3 separate regions of the Mus musculus genome follow, and regions 1 and 2 are each linked to region 3. A link is a contact called in public HiChIP or PLAC-seq data. All regions are on one chromosome and are shown on one strand. Each heading gives the region's core, a stretch centred on a gene start, on an enhancer-like site or on the middle of the called end of the contact. The rest is flanking DNA. Distances are from core to core; before and after follow the strand shown.

Region 1 (3,236 bases), core at 227-2,726, 250 kb after region 3:
GGCTGTGGTTGATTAAGGTACTTAACACTTGTGGACTTTTTTCAGAATGAAAAAATAGGGCTGGAGAGATGGCTCAGCTGTTAAGAGCACTGGCTGATCTGCCAGAGGTCCTGAGTTAATTCCCAGCAGCCACGTGGCTCATAACCATCTGTAATGGGATCTGCTGCCCTCTTCTGGCCTGTAGTTATGCAGGCAGAGTACTGTATACATATAAATCTTTTTAAAAAGAATAGAAAATAATGTCCACAGAATGATGTATAGAGTCGCCCGTGTAGTGATGTCCAACCACCTAGAGACAGATCTCTACGTTCAGGGCCAGCCTGGTCATGTGTAGTATTTGCTGTGTTTACCCACCTTTGGCCCACTTTAAAATCCTGCTTCTGCTGGATTTAGCTGTGGGGGTGCTGGAATGTGTACCAGCCCTTGGCCAGAGGAAGTCATCCCTATAACTGGTGTCATTTGAGCCCTATGTCCTCTAAGAGTAGGCAGTATTGTGTCCCCTCCTGCTGGGATCTATAGGCCTACACCTGTCAAACTTTTCTACTGCAGACTATCGGGTCTTGTGTTGCCTTTTTCAAGACAAGTTTTCTCTAACTGCCCTGGAAGTCCCAGCTGGTCTCTACCTCCCCAGTACTGGGATAAAAGGCATGAACATAAAAGTCCTTAGCTGTGTTCCTTGAATCCAGCAGAGTTAGTACATTTTTGAGGCCCTGTTGGACAAAGTATCCAAGTGGAACTACTGAGTAAGGAATTGATACCAGGTGTGGCATGTGCCTGTAATAGCAACACTGTAGCTATCAAAAACTTGAGGCTTGCCTGGCAGTGGTGATGCACACCTTTAATCCCAGCACTCAGGAGGCGGATTTCTGAGTTCGAGGCCAGCCTGGTCTACAAAGTGAGTTCCAGCGAGTCAGTGAAGCCCTGTCTCAAACAAACAAAAAAACCAAGTGAGCCCCCACCATGCCTGGTTTGCAGAGACCCTTCTAAACCTTAGCTACTTAGACTGAACTTAGGAGGGTTCTGAGAAGATTTGGCCAAAATGTGGACAAATGGGGAAAAGTCAGCCAGGAAATTTACTAAGTCTGAGTGTTGAGTCTGGAAATGCTGGACTGCACTACTTCGTAGAGGAACTGTTCGATTACCATTTGTTGTTGGTTTGGTTTGGTTTGGCTTTGTATAGCCCTGGTTGTCTTGGGACGCTGCCACTACGCCGGCTCAGTTACCACACAACTCCCACTCGGGCACACCTGCACTCATATACATATGAAATGTTAAAACGTGTGTGTGTATGAATGAGTGTAAGCAAAAGACTCGGGTTGTAGCAGCTTGGTATAGAGTGCTTTCCTACTATGCCCAGGCATAAAGCCTTCCTTGGGTTAAGTTCCAGCATCACGATAAGATGGGCGTGGTGGTGACCCTGAAATAACAATAGGGTTTGTGTCTCAGGGAGGTAATTGACAGACGTAACAATGCTCAGTGAAGTCCCCATCTAAGGCTCCAGAAAGCTCTCAGACTCGAAGACTGCGGTGGTTAGGATGGCTTGTTGTTACAACAGTCCTCGGCGACTCGAAAAATCTTTTGTTTTGGATGGGGTAGCTGTGAGCACAATGGCCCAGGCCTACAGCATCATGAGGCCCAAGCTGTGGTCTGCAATTCCGCCTTATAATCCTCAACTGGACCACCACAGTCGTCGGTACTTCCGGAGCCGCGTGGTTCCGCCCATTTTGCGGAAAACTGATCAGGTAGGTGTGGGAGCATCCCGGAGCACCTGCGACTTCAGGCAGTCAGCTTGTGGGTTTGGGTCCTGGTGGCCCAGGACTTCGAGGTTTCGCACCCCTCTAATTCTGGGCCTTGAGCTACCGGGCGCTGTGCACCGCTGAGGCCCGCACCCTGCGGCTGTTTTGGTGAGTTAGAGGAGCAGGATGAGAGAGGAGTGCTGGTGCTGAGCTCATTTGGTCCTTTCTACCCAGAACCCCACCCATCTACAGTCTCATTTCTTGTTTCTGCGAGCAGAGGATAAGGCGCAAAGCCAAGTCTCTACAGACAAATAATAGATTTCTTTGTCTTTGTGACGTCACAGGGGCCGCTTAGCTGTGACCTCACTACGGATCTTCAAAACCCACAGAAACTACCAATAAGCTTTGTGAACCAAAGGGGATTGCCTTGTCCTATGCTGTCACAGTCACCGGGTTAAGGCTGGCTTGCACCTGTGAGCCCAAGGGAAGCCATTGCCCCATCTCTGCAGACATCCTACTTATACAGGATCATAGATCTCAGGCTGTCCATTGACAGTTCATTTCTCCCAACACTTTTTAAAATTTTTTTTTACTTCTTGTTTTGATGTAGTCTCGCTGTATCACAAGCTGTCCTTGAGCTCTTATGCTCAACTGATCCTCAGTCTAGTTAGTGGCTGAGGATGTAGCTTACTGGTACAATACCTACCTCACATGGAGGAGGTCAGGCACACCCCCCCCACACCCATTAAAAAACAAATAAACAAACAAACAAAAACAACTAATGGCTGGGAATGCAGGGGTCCAGCCCACGTCACCTCCCTGTTTTGGTAAATCTCCAACCCAAATATGCCCTGTCAATGAAAACATGACTCAGTTAATATGAATACATGCTGTGCACCTAGATTGGCCAGATCTACTGCTACACTACCAACTTCCATATCTATGAGACCCCTTAGATAGAACTTGCAGTTTCTCCAGGCCATGTGCTCTGCTTTTCTTCTTCCTCCTCCTCTTCTGCATCCTCTCTCTCTCCCATTTTCTACTTTTCTCTCCCCACCTTCTGCTCCACCTTCCCTTTTATCTACCCAATCATCAGCTCTCCTTTATTAAGGTGGGAAGCAGGGTAACATGAAATCAGGAGAGAGTGTTGACCCATTCCTTGTTCACGGCCCCTCACGGGAGAATGGAATTAACATCAAATATAACTAGCCCCAGAGCTATCCACAATACTTTTGCCTTCAGTATGTGTTGATTTCAGTGATCTGAAGGCAAGAAGGGCCTCCCAGGTTGCACTAGAAACAGATCTGGGGGATTTCTGTGGTCCATAATATTGTGTGTGCCTATATGTACAGTGCCTGTGCATAGACACACATAATCTGTCTCCTTGTCACGTTGATAACAGGAGCCAGAGATGTGTATGTCAAAGAATGTCAGTATTTTTATTTTTTTGTTTTTGTTTTGGAGCTACAGTCTGGCTGTGTAGTCCAAGTTAGTCTCTAA
Region 2 (3,754 bases), core at 344-2,843, 210 kb after region 3:
AGACTCCCAGCACATCTGCCAGGGAGAGGGCCTGGACTTGGTCACACACATTCTCTATTTCAACTCCAACCCAAGGATACTGTCTCTATTTAGTAGGGGTACAGTGAGAAGAGGGGAGCTGGGGACAACTGCCAGCTTTGACAGCAAGGCTCAGAGTGTTACTTCTGGGCAGCTCTGTGGTTGGGGAGGTTACAGACACCCAAAGCACCAGTCTCGGGACCAATGCAGCAGTGGGGGAACAAGGCAGAAACGGCCCAGGCAGCTCCCCAAAGGAAAGAGCCCACACATGAAGCCAGGCCAGGAAGCAGGCAGCCCTGGAAGGAGCCCAGGATGCCCTGCCCTGCTGGAGTGGGGCAGGGAAGGGGAGAAAGGTTCCCACTTTGCTTCCAGCCAGCCACACAAAGCCCTAGCTAGCCCTGCCCCCACAGCAGCCACAGATCTATCACTAGCCAGGCCGGTCCTGCCAAGCCCTTAGCGACAGGCCCAGCCCCCAACTTCCAGGCAAATGGGTCTCCATCTCTATTTCACTACAGAGGGAGGAAAAAAACTATGAGGGGGAAAGAAATACAAACAAACAAACAAAGGGCTCAGACTGCACAGATGGTAGACAGTGGGAGAGACACACCACCCAAAGCTTTCTTTTCCACATGGTCCTGCAGGTCCGCAGGTCCAGGAACAGATCTGTGCCCCCAATGCAGACGGTCAATTCCTTCACCTCCCACCCCGTTGACTGGGATCACACAGACCCTCCAGTGTGTCACCATCCCGAGGCTACCACCTGTTGGCTTTATTAGCTCTACCCTGCTAGCACCTAACTTAGCAGCCCAAGCAGAGGAAGTCTCCAGGGCACCAGGCCTGGTTTGGGCAGAGGCGCACAAACACCAGTAATCCCAGCCCCCAGGAGGCTGAGTTGGAAGGATTAGCAGGGGTTTGAGGCCGGCCTGGGTTAACCTCCTTTGAGCTGGTGTGATGGGCAGTCAGTCCTATAGAACAGCTCCAGCTGTGCACTGAGGCCCCATCAGCTAAGCTCAAAATCTGCCTGCCTGTGGGCTGGGCAAGTGGTCCTGAGAGACAAGGAGTTAGAGTCCCAGCCGGACGGATGGACTGACAGTCAGGGGGCCGTGGCTAGATAAGAAAGATGGTGAGCTTTCATCAGCGTGGCTTCTCCAAACCTCAGTGACCCCACCTACGTAATAAAAACAGCCCCTTCTTAATCTAGGAGTAGGGACTCACACCTAAAATACCAACACCCAGGAGGCTGAGGCAGGAGAATTCCATCTCAAACTACATAGGTAATGCCAGCCCAGCCAAGGATACAGTGAGATCCCGGCTCAAAACAACAACAACAACAAAAGACAAAAGACAAAAAAAAAAAAAAGAGAAGCCAACAACCAAAGAGGGAGCCCCACAAAAGCAGCTCTTCCCTTTTTGACAATACGATTGTGAGAACTGATACACACAGGGCCTCCTGCCTCTCAGTAAGAAACTAAGAGAACGTTATGGCAGCCCACAGCAGACCCTAGAGTCTAGGAACCTCCGAGTCTGTGTGTGGAGAGCAGGGCAGCCCTACAAACAGCAAGGGCAGCCCTGATGCCCCTGTACACAGGCACGGGTAGTAGGGCTGGCTGGCTGCCTTCTGATATCAGCCCCGCCCTACAGGGGTCAGATTCCAGAAGCAAAAAAAAAAAAAAGCTGAGGTGGAGCTCTCATGGGCTCCCAAGGGCAAGTGGGTTGGGTTTCTCCTTAAAGTAGAATGTAGAAAGAAAGAAAAAAGAAGAGGAGGAAAAAGACAAAAGGGGAGGGAAAAAAAGAAAAGGAGGAGGAGAAGGAAGAAGAGGAGGAGGAGGAGGAGGAGAAGGAAGACGAGTGGAGAAGAAGGAGGCAATCTCTCGCTTGGCCCAGGCATCTGGCCCTCTGACCCCTCTCCCTGCCTGCTGGACCATTCCATCGTCATCTGGAGTCATTCAGAGCAGCTTCCCCAGGAAATGCTAAGGGGCAAGCAGCTGCCTGTGCTGTGGGACACACTGGAGGGCTACACACTCAAGGCACACACTGGTGTGTGGGAGTGAAGAGCCCAGATACGGCAGGCAGCCTCGCTCGCTCAATATGGCCTTGAACTCTTGAGGGCTCGCTTCCAAGAGGGACGTGGGGGACTGATCCCAAACCTGCCCTTGGAGTGGCATCAAGGCCCAGAAGGAGAAGCTATCACACCGCTTTTAGGTTTCCCACGTTCTCAGCAGCCTCGGGGTCTGCTGTGCTTCTTAAGGAGAGGAAACTGTTCCCTTCAGGTAGTAGATAGGAAACTATAAGCCAGATGTGGTATGACCTGCAATCTTGGCACTTGGGAGATGGAGACATGAGGAGGGAATCAATGCTATTCTCTTTTTTTTTCCTCCTAAGATTTTTTTCGTGTGTGTTTAATTATATGTAGGTGCGTGCTTCCATGAGGTTATGTGCACGTAAACGCACGTGAGCGCACGTGACGCAGACACCGGAGGCTTCAGATTCCCCCAGAGCTAGAGATACAAACGTTGTAATGACGTGAGTTTCTGAGCTGTTTTTCCAGCCCCCAAGGCAATGTCTTAAAAGGGTTATATGGCATTATCATCTCAGGACAACCAGAACAAACAAAAAAAAACCCACCTGAAGCAGTCGTGCAAGGGTCTGTGCCCGAGTGAGCCCTTGTGGCCCAGGTGGCACCAACCTGGGCCCCTTGCCAACTCAGTAAATTCCCCCACTGTATTCTCTCATCTAATCCTTTAATCCTCACTGAGGCAGGCCAGGCTGGTTCCAGGCAGGCTCTCGGAGCTCCAGACCACCTAGCATGGCGCAGCTCAGTGCCCCTGAAGGACAGAGTCTTCCCCTCTGAGCCAGGGCATATCATGCCTCCTTCTCTATTGTTGGAACAACCCGTATCACTCAGGAAAGCCAAACTAAAGAGATGGGAGGATGGGCCCCTCATACCGCCCTCCCTCCAAGACATCCAAAAGGTCTCAAGACAAGGTTACAGAGGACAGGCTGTGCATCACAGACTAGTATAGTTTTCTGGTTGGCTCTCAGCTCTTCTGTGTCACGTGTAAAGGAACAGAACAGAAGGCTCTAGGAGCCCAGGAGAGTCAAACATATGTCCACGCCTCCCCAACCAATTTCAGGTATGAAGGCGGTATTTCCGCCCTCCCTGACCTCTGCAGAAGTCAGGAAGTGTGAAGTAACTGAGCAAGGGTGGGGATGGGGAGACGACAGGCCAGCCTGGGATTTCAGCACCGCAGGCCTTACAGAGACCACAAATGCCCTGGCTCAATCCTGTTACACAACCCCACTCCCCTTCCACCAGCCCCAGAGCGCCGGGTTCTCACCTGACTCTGCAGCTCGCTCTGTTGCTTGAGGCGGAGATTTTCCGGAGTGTCGGCCACCATGGTGAAGGACTGCTTGGGATAGTGTCTGTGGGACAGAGAGTGGATCAGGCGTCACTCAGGGCAAAGACAGGGAATTCTGAGCTTCTCTTATAACTGAGCAGCCCCTGCTGGCCTGCCAATGCTGAAGCGAATGGGGGCCTTCCCAGGCACAGCCTAGGCCGGCTCAGAGGGCAAGACACGGCAGGTCTGAGTAGCTGCCTGGCAGACAAAACGGTCCTGGCCCCACAGGGAGGCTTCTGAGGATTTCAGGTTACTTGTTTCAGAGAATCCACGCCTTGGAGTTCCCCCACAGTGGATCCCAGGGACAGGCCACCCAGGAGAGCCAGCCTAGTCAGACA
Region 3 (3,441 bases), core at 863-3,362:
CCCCTATCCTGTAAACAACAATGGCCCTACAAGTCATTTCCCCAAACAGGTGGGCCACGAGAGCTGGGACCAAACTTCACATCCCCTGCATGATCATCAGTAAGCGTACCCCAACTTCCTAGCCACCCCTTTCAATCCCATTTAAAAACATCCAGTAAGCTGGGCAGTGGTGGTGCACGCCTTTAATCCCAGCACTCGGGAGGCAGAGGCAGGCAGATTTCTGAGTTCAAGGCCAGCCTGGTCTACAGAGTGAGTTCCAGCACAGCCAGGGCTACAGAGAAACCCTGTCTTGAAAAAAAACAAAAAACAAAAAACACCCAGTAGAATCCCCAGCATAAGCAGAATGTAGGGACTTAATGCTGACATCTTTTCCCACCAACAAACTCAGCACTAGTGCCAACTTGTATCCATGCAAAAGAAGATAGTTACCACCCAGCAACTGCACAAGATGGGAGAAAAAATATCACCAGTGTGAATGTAGAGCCGGACCGGTCTTAAGCTTGCTGACAAGTGCTCTACCCAGTGTACCCATCTAAGAGGCAGAGTGAAAGGCTAGACCATTCTCACCTATGCCCATATGCCTGCCCTTCCGTCGGGCCAGGGTGTTTTTCCGGCAACGAGCCCGGGAATGGACAGTCACAGGCTTGCGGATGATCAGCCCATCCTTGATCAGCTTCCTGATCTGCTGACCTGGGAAGGCACAACACACCCGTTAGTAAAGTGCCAGCCACAAAAGTCAAGCTCTTACCCTTGACCCAACATCCTGAAAAGGAGATGAAATCCTGGAATACTTATTTTAAAAAGAACATTTACCTCGTAAATATTTCATAGCATATTGGTGTATCTGAAATGCAGTTTAACAAAGTACTTGGTCTGATACTAACAAGGCTTGCTTCTGTCTTGAAACCTCATCCAACATCCTCCAGTCTTTAAATATCAAAAACTTCCACGGGACATAAAATACTCACTTTACTCATAAATTATTAATGTAACACGAGATGGTTGCACCCTATAAACTATTTCTATATACAATGATATATGTATAAGACATACATACTTATCTCCTTATAGGTAGATAGTGAGTGAGGGTGACAGATCATACTCACGGGAGTTGGCATTGGCGATTTCATTGGTCTCATTGGGATCCAACCAGACCTTCTTTTTCCCGCAGCGGAGGACACTAGAGGCAAGCCTCTTCTGTAGCCTGAGCATACTGGGTACACAGAAAGCACTAGTAAGCCCTGGAAGCGACATCTGAACAACAACAAACACTCCAAGCAAAATCTTCCCTCTAAAATATACACCAGTATGCATACATTTCTATTAAGGGCAAACACACCCCCTAGACCTAAAATTTTTGCCACCCCTTCCTGTCCTCTAATAACTATTTCCAAAGCAAGGCCTTAAATCCAAACCAAGAAAGACCTGGGCAATGAACGTGGCCAAAGTGGCCAGCCATTTGAGATCTGGGGTGGGGGGAAGGGGTGCTTAAGCTCTTCCGGGTACTTGGCTCGGTGAAGACTTTAATGTTAAGGATCAGACACGAATTGATCAGACTCGACTGTGACGCAGCCTGTTTACCCAGAACAGGCGAGGCTCTTTGCTTTCTGGGCTCTTTTTCACGTTAATAAACCTCGTCCAGCCGTTCGGGCGGAAGCCGACCCGGCACCTCATCCTCCGCACTCGGAGGCCTGGCCTTGCCCGAGACTTGTCCCACGTTACATGGTAGGGGTCTGTTGGGCTCCGGCGAGCCGAGGAGCCACTCAGGGCCCTGTCGCCGCTGCTCTCCCCGCGCCCTGCCTCACAACGCGTGACAGGCAGAGAGCGGCGCCCGCGGGAGATCTTCGGGCCTCGGCGTCCCGCGTTCCACCCTCCCTAGGCCCAGGCCGTGCGCGCTCTCCGCGCTCCGGGTGCGGCCGCACCACGCTCGCCTCCCCTCTCCCCTCTGCCATCCGGGGTCCCGGCCCCGATCCCTGCCAAGCCTTGCCGGCCCCGTCGGCCCCGTCGACCTCATCGGCCAAGAACCGAGAGCCGGGCCCGCTCACCTCATGGCTGCGGCCGCAGCAGCGAAAGGAAAGAGCTTGTGGGCCGCAGGCTCCGCCCATTATCTGCGAAGGGGAGAGCCCAAGCCCCACTCCATGATTGTCTGTATTTACGCTACGCTATTTCACCTTATTTCATCTCACACTAATTTGTTTTCTTCCTAAAAAATCGTGATCCTAGATACTGGAGATCGAGAATCAGTTTTAAACTGTAAAACACAAAAGACCTACCCCTTTCGTCGGGCAAAATGGTTCAGTCCGACTCCGCGGCGCACATGCGCAGTGAGGGCGTTTGGTCACGTGGTCCTCTGGGTAGCCGGAAGTCACGCTAAGTCGCGCAGGCGGCGTGAGGAGGGTTTGGCCTGGACGGCCTGGTCTTCGCGGAGGGCTAGCGGTCTGTGAAAGGTTTCTAGATTAGCTGGGAGAAAAGGAGCGAAGGGAGTGTTAGAGAATAAGGACGGCGGAGAGCCAGCGGACACTACCCCGCTTTCGCTCCCAGAGAGTAGTAGCTCGCGCGCAGGCAAAAACCAAGAGATTTTTCTCAGTGCCCCCGCAGATCCCTATCTCTGGATGCTTCCATTTCAATCTCCATTGTAGTCTGAACCTAAGCCTCGTATTTCTGTCATCCACTTGTGAAAATCATATGCATCTACTATTACAAAAAAGGCGTTAGCACAAGCAAGCGGAACCAATCTCGTTTGGCTCAATCTGCACTGTAGCAAGTCCGTGTGAGGAGACCCTACATTGACTAAACGAAGGGTTGTCAGAACAAAAAAGGACGAATGGCTTTGGAGACCTCTGACTGAAAACCCAAAGAGAATGTTCTGGGGGCCAAAAGTTCAAATATCTGGAGCTCCGGAGCGGAGCAGCTGGCTTACTCCCTTAATCCTGTCAGGAAATGATATGGACCCAAATTTAAGGTGGTCCAGGCAATCTGGGCTACAGAATAAGACCCCAGTACTTGGGAGGCAGAAGGATCAGAATTTCAAGGCCACCCTTAGCGACATATGGAGTTCAAGGCCAGCCCGGATATTGGGAGCCCCGATTAAAAAACAAACCCAAAAACCAGGGAGTGGGACTAGAGATGGCACAGGCTTGTGCGTTTGCAATGGATTGCAGTTGGATTCCCAACATCCATATCTGCCTGTAAACATTCAGAACTGTCAGTAACTCCTTGCTACCTGGTGCCCTGTGCCAGTCTCATGCGCTGGCACAGTGAGGTAGAGCAGATATGATGGCATGCATGGATATGCACATAAATAAAAATAACCCTGTTTTTTAAAAGTCCTAGACCCAAGCTGGGTATTGTAGTATGTACCAGCACTCAGGAGGCAAAGGCAGGTGGATCTCTGTGAGTTTGAGAACAGCCTGGTCTAGATCAGGGTTCTGGTCCTCTTGC

The links. HiChIP or PLAC-seq counts read pairs in DNA pulled down with a chosen protein or histone mark.
Region 1: a contact with region 3 is called in an H3K27ac HiChIP or PLAC-seq map of embryonic stem cells, with 10 read pairs. The contact joins the promoter of 1700001P01Rik here to the promoter of Rpl19 in region 3. A contact is called at or near these places in 15 of 39 promoter capture datasets (the 3T3-L1 cell line, 3T3-L1-derived adipocytes, the C10 cell line and 10 more), 5 of 484 Hi-C or Micro-C datasets (CD8 T cells, Th1 cells, embryonic stem cells and 2 more), 29 of 115 datasets of contacts at active chromatin or transcription factors (the 230-238 cell line, CD8 T cells, the SCID.adh cell line and 20 more) and 5 of 9 other capture datasets (adipose tissue, embryonic stem cells, liver and 2 more).
Region 2: a contact with region 3 is called in an H3K4me3 HiChIP or PLAC-seq map of embryonic stem cells, with 20 read pairs. The contact joins the enhancer-like site here to the promoter of Rpl19 in region 3. A contact is called at or near these places in 2 of 39 promoter capture datasets (the HPC-7 cell line and neural stem cells), 1 of 15 datasets of contacts at CTCF or cohesin (the NIH/3T3 cell line), 5 of 484 Hi-C or Micro-C datasets (CD4 T cells, the HL-1 cell line, the N1E-115 cell line and 2 more), 23 of 115 datasets of contacts at active chromatin or transcription factors (CD8 T cells, the SCID.adh cell line, bone marrow-derived macrophages and 17 more) and 4 of 9 other capture datasets (adipose tissue, embryonic stem cells, liver and 1 more).

What each region holds. Positions count from the first base shown.
Region 1 is chr11:97,774,158-97,777,393 of GRCm38.p6, reverse strand. It overlaps 1700001P01Rik (RIKEN cDNA 1700001P01 gene), which reads left to right and starts at 1,476. Exons shown (of 3, transcript NM_028156.2): 1 at 1,476-1,742. The coding sequence starts at 1,536.
Region 2 is chr11:97,815,385-97,819,138 of GRCm38.p6, reverse strand. Lasp1 (LIM and SH3 protein 1) reads right to left here. Exons shown (of 7, transcript NM_010688.5): 3 at 3,357-3,441. Among named protein-coding and RNA genes, the nearest start is that of Lasp1, 18 kb to the right of the region's middle. Within about 2 kb of position 1,593, at least 170 of the 459 cell types and tissues checked have an H3K27ac peak or open chromatin away from gene starts, as enhancers often do. A contact at or near this core is called in CD8 T cells, the HL-1 cell line, the SCID.adh cell line and 13 more, where this site is marked.
Region 3 is chr11:98,025,595-98,029,035 of GRCm38.p6, reverse strand. Rpl19 (ribosomal protein L19) reads right to left here and starts at 2,112. Exons shown (of 6, transcript NM_009078.2): 1 at 2,046-2,112; 2 at 1,107-1,213; 3 at 568-690. The coding sequence starts at 2,050.